2 separate regions of the Mus musculus genome follow, and region 2 is linked to region 1. Evidence: chromatin contacts called from public Hi-C data. All regions are on one chromosome and are shown on one strand. Each heading gives the region's core, a stretch centred on a gene start, on an enhancer-like site or on the middle of the called end of the contact. The rest is flanking DNA. Distances are from core to core; before and after follow the strand shown.

Region 1 (2,590 bases), core at 60-2,559:
GAAATGACAGCTTAAGGTGAACATAGGCTCACAGCTCACATGGGTGCTTTCCTATGCCTGTAAACACAGGGTACATTTAGAATATACACCTATCAATACATTCAAAATGGAGGAGTGTTTGTTTTGCTAAATTTTATGGGGACTTTGACCCCCAAAGTAGGAAAAACCCACATCGTAGAATTTCCTCTTTAAGACATTACAAGGGACTGGGTGTGGTGGAGCACGCCTTTAATCCCAGTACTCAGGAGGTGGAAGCAGAGGCAGGCGGATCTCTGAGTTTGAGGGCAGCCTGGTCTACAAAGTGAGTCCAAGATATCTATGGTTATAGAAAGGAAACCCTGTCATAACCACCCCCTCAAAAAAAAAAAAAAAGATTAGGAGTAACATAAGGGTACTGGGGCTGCACTTCCTGAAATCACCCCAGATGCCAGAGTAGTGGACTCAGTGTAGAATTTCAGATGGTGGAAGAAGCCGGGGTCATCATGACAGATAAGCCGAGGACTCACATCCTGACCCTCAAGCAGCAGCAGACGCCATGCCAACATCGATGCAGGTGGCATGTTGATACAGTCTTCTTGGGACATGTCCCACTAGAAATGGACATGAGGTGTTCCCCTCCCCCTGGACAGCTCAGGGGTAGCCTTCATGTCCATCCCTGTCACTCTGTTTACCTGGAAGCTTGTACTGCCACTTCCCCTGACCTGGTGTGTTATTGCTTTTATGTTGCTGTGTTGAAACCATAACCAAGGCAACGAGAGAACAGAGTTCACGTGAGCTTACGGTTCCAGAGAGACGAGCCCAGCACTGCAGGAAGGCCAGCGCGGCGGCACGAGCATGGTGCTTAGAGCAGAAGCAGGTGGCTCACAACTTGAACGGCAAGCACAAAACATAGAGACCGTGAACTAGAAGTGGTCTAAGCCTTTAAACTCCCAAAGCTCACCTCTACTGACACTTCCTTCCAGGGCTAAGAGAGACAGAAAATAATTGCATATACAGGCAACCTTTGGTCCTTAAAGGGTTGGCTGAATATTGTATACCAATTTCAAGCAGATAGTAATTCTTTCTGTAGGATTTGTGACTTAAAATGTGATACCAAGATTACTTGGAAAGGTTAATAAGAATAGTTAAAAGTTATAATGGACGGACAAGTAAAGAAAAAATTCTGACATTAGGGCTAGTAAATATTACAAGTAAATCAATCAGATTTGCTGTAGAGAAAACAGCAAAGTACATGAAACTCATACTGTATTGCACATGAGAGCTGATGTTAGGTGTTGGCATCAGGTCAGCAGCATTCGCTACTGGTCCTGCATGTCACACCACATGTCACACCACACGTGGGAATGAGTTACTGGGTGTCCGTAACAAGGCAAACAATTCAAAAGGCTCTGTGAAAACACATTCGATCCAAAAGGTCGTTTGCCTCAATAAAAGTCATAAAAATTCAGCTAAACTTCTCTAGGTTAAAACATATGTCACTATCTATCATCTGTCTGTCTATACACACACACACACACACACACACACACACACACACACACATACACATAAAATGAATAACATTGAAGGACAAAGGAGTAAGAGGAAAATACAAGATAAGTCATTTCTATCTGGCCCTAAATATAGAACTCATAAAAAAATAAAATAAAAATAAAAACCCTACAACCGCAGCAGAATAGACAGGTGAGCAGTAAAGACGGGGAGTCCACAGGAGACACACAAATGGCCACTAAGCTATGAGTGCATGGCCAGCCCCACATGCAAATTATAATGATTGTATTATTTTTCAGCTGCAAGCATTTTGCTCACTGATGAGGGTCAGATGAACGAAGCACCCGCACAGTGCTGTTGTGGGTGTAAATCGACACAAGAATTCTGGAATTCATGCAATTCTAGGGTTTTCGATCTAGCCCTTTAACTTCCAGGAATCTCTTATAGATACCCGTAACAATTGGTCCAGTGACATTTGTCATGACTGCAATAAAAGAAAATAGTTGTCAGCAGTGCACTTTGGGAGAGCACTTGGATAACAGGACAGTTGGGCAGAGGTTTAAAAGTTTGCTCAGCACAGGATCCCCAATGAAGGAGCTAGAGAAAGGACCCAAGGAGCTGAAGGGGTTTACAGCTCCATAGGAGGAACAACAATATGAACTAACCAGTACCCTCAGAGCTCCTAGGGACTAAACCACCAACCAGAGAGCACACATGGTGGGACTCATGGCTCTAGCTGCATATGTAGCAGAGGATGGCCTAGCTGGTCATCAACGGGAGGAGAGGCCCTTGGTCCTGTGAAGGTTCTATGCCCCAGTGTGGGGGAATGCCAGGGCCAGGAAGTGGGAGTGGGTCGGTAGGTGAGCAGGGGGAGGGGATAAGGGGAGGAGATTTCCAGAGGGAGACCAGGAAAGGGGATGACATTTGAAATGTAAATAAAGAAAATAACTAATAAAAAATTGATTCCAAAAAAAAAATTAAAAAAAAAAAAGTTTGCCTGAGCAAGTGACTAAAGTGACTGGGTTTACTGATGGCAAAGCCAGCAGTGTGTGCACGCTAACAAGCAGGTTTTTCTGTCACCGAAACATTGTTAATATTT
Region 2 (2,590 bases), core at 60-2,559, 69 kb before region 1:
GTGAAAACATGGTGAAGAGACAATCCTTCACTGTGAGCCTTTATGTGTAGGTGTCCATGTTCCTGAACGGGTGTGTTTGTTTGTAAGTAACGTTAGCCTTTCCCCTGTGTACACATTTGTATGAGTCCTGGCCAGATGTGCCTATGTGGCCCAAGATGCTAAGGTAGACGAAACCAGTCTGTAGGAAGGGTGTTTTCCAGCATGAGGGTAGCTGGTTCATTTCATTACTAGCTTGGCTCAATGCTAGTAAATGCTAAGGATTGTGGGAAATGGCTGAACACATACAATCTAAAAAGGATATGGCCTCAGCGCTCAAGTGATGCTTCTGAGGCCACAGGAAGAAACAAGGTGACTCCATAGAAAAACCCCAGTCACCATGAACAAACGCACTAGCTTTGGAACATTCAGGCCCATCTGTAACTTCCGGTAGCAACGACACTTCCGGTTTATCCCTTTACCTGGCTCCCTGTATCAGGACTGGACTCCTTCAAAGTCAGTAAGTTGTAGGGTGGTAGTGGAGGCCTCAGGAAGTCCTTCCTGTCACCAAGGACTGGTGGGTACTCAAATATCAAGGGAAATACATAAAAGTCTGGTATTGTGTTTACATTGCACACTAGTAAAGAGTATTCCAGGCACATGGGAGACAAGAATCTCTTCAGAGTAAGTTATCTCTCATTTGCTGTGAGTTTTCTTACACACACTCTCACAATACCTACATGTAGCTCACTCTGTGCATATTTCCTGCACACTGGGGCAGGGGAAGTGTGTAATGAAAAGCAAGCACCCGGTTCAGCTATGAGAAAAATGGACCTAGAAAGGACAGCGTGGGAGACCTTGGAAGAAGCAGTCTTGTGCAATTTGCCTCTTCAAGATGCCTTTTCCAATACTAGCAGGCTGCCACTTGGGAGCTTGCTCCCGAGTATTTCCAAGATCCACAGGACAGTGGTTCAATGGTAGCTAGAGTCCCATGTGGCTTGTTCACTTATAGCAGGCCTGGTAGATGCTCAGTAAGTATTTCCTGACCAAATAAATGATCTAGTGAGTTAACAGCCATGAAAGCATCTAAGCAAGACAAAGGGGGATTGAAGAGTGCTGCTTCATCTCTGTCCACTAAGATTCTCCCTTGGGAGAGAAGCAGGAGAGCATTGATACGCATGCTCTGGGGAGAAGGCCTGTGTGACAGAGGGCTTCAGTCCAGGTCCTGGTGAGCTAAATTGAATCAATGAGCATTCTCCCATAGAGGAGTATCCCCACAGAGAGGAAATGAAACCTTCGATGGAGAGGAAGTCAATCTTGATTTTTCTGGGCCTGGTGCCAGATATCCTAACACATTAACCATGAGAGACAACAGCAGAGGCACCCAGGACTCATGCTAGACTGTGCTGCTCTTCTTCTCTTGGTTAGCTGGTGCTGAGTAACTAAGTCCCGTGCTCCACAATTTCAGGGCCTGCGCTATCAGGGAGGCCTGAATTACTCTATCTGCTACAGAGGGGTAACGGAAGCTGCGTGAGGTGCTTCTGATCCCAGCCTTCCGGCACTGAGAGTTCACCAATGTTTTCATTTCACTGAAGATTAACTTAAAGAGGCAGGGTAACCTATACATATTGGGAAGAAAGAATGGTTTCTCATTCTATTCTATTCTATTCTATTCTATTCTATTCTATTCTATTCTATTCTATTCTATTCTATTTATTTATTTATTTATTTATTTGAGATAGAAAGGAGGGCTTGTGCTGTGGAGGCCAGAGAATCACTTTCAGGAATCAGTTCTCTCCTTCTACCATGTGGGTCTCACCTGGGAATCGAACTCTGGTCCTCAGGTATGGAAGCAAGTGTCTCTACCAGCCGAGTCATTTTGCCTGCCCGAAGGAATATTTTTTTTATTTGATTAAAAAAAACAAAGAACAAAAACTTGTTGTACAGTGGAGGAAAATTTATTGACAGGGGTGTTATGAGACTCCTCATCGTGTGTTCTTATTTTAACATTCATCAGCACATAACAAACCTACTAGCTCTTGCTATTTGCTACGTGGGAAGAGTTTTGAAAGCATAGAACCTTGAAAAGCCACAAGGTCTTTCTTGGCTAAAATGTGCATGCCTATGATGGTGCATACCTGTATTCCAGTACTTTGGAATTGAGAGCACAAATTTAAGGCCTGCCTAGACTGCGTAGGAGACCATATTTAAAAGACAAAAATATTTATATCTAATTCAAAAAAATTGGAGGCCTCCAAGTGGGAAACCTGCAAAATCTTGTGCTAAGATGTTTTGAATACATTACTGTCCTCAGATAGCTCACAGTGAGAAGACATCCAAAGGCAACTCCTGACAGTGGCAGGGCGAATTACATAGGACGTGCTTAGTTTGACGCTGGCTCCCAGTGTTCACCATTGTACGGGGTTATTCTGTGTGTGCTGCCACTCCCCATGAGTTGCTTGAAGGGAGCGATGTGTTCAAAACCCTGTGCACAGTTAGAGTTGTTCTAGTGTCCTTTCTGCCACTGTGATAAGACGCTCGGGCCAAAGGCAAGTTAACAGAGGATTGTAGCCTACAGGTCACAGTCCATCACTGGAGGAAGTCAGGGCAGAAA

Evidence for each region. Hi-C and Micro-C count contacts between places; a contact is called where the count stands out from the background.
Region 2: a contact with region 1 is called in a Hi-C map of liver, with 1.8 times the contacts expected there. The contact joins two enhancer-like sites. A contact is called at or near these places in 10 of 39 promoter capture datasets (the 3T3-L1 cell line, cranial neural crest, embryonic stem cells and 6 more), 1 of 15 datasets of contacts at CTCF or cohesin (the NIH/3T3 cell line), 7 of 484 Hi-C or Micro-C datasets (CD4 T cells, the G1E-ER4 cell line, bone marrow-derived dendritic cells and 3 more), 2 of 115 datasets of contacts at active chromatin or transcription factors (embryonic stem cells and microglia) and 3 of 9 other capture datasets (adipose tissue, liver and pancreatic islet).

The regions. Positions count from the first base shown.
Region 1 is chr8:79,344,775-79,347,364 of GRCm38.p6, reverse strand. All of the region lies in intron 5 of Smad1 (SMAD family member 1), which reads left to right. Among named protein-coding and RNA genes, the nearest start is that of Gm4890, 51 kb to the right of the region's middle. Within about 2 kb of position 1,309, at least 9 of the 459 cell types and tissues checked have an H3K27ac peak or open chromatin away from gene starts, as enhancers often do. A contact at or near this core is called in liver, where this site is marked.
Region 2 is chr8:79,413,815-79,416,404 of GRCm38.p6, reverse strand. No RefSeq gene overlaps it. Among named protein-coding and RNA genes, the nearest start is that of Gm51578, 9.8 kb to the right of the region's middle. Within about 2 kb of position 1,309, at least 33 of the 459 cell types and tissues checked have an H3K27ac peak or open chromatin away from gene starts, as enhancers often do. A contact at or near this core is called in liver, where this site is marked.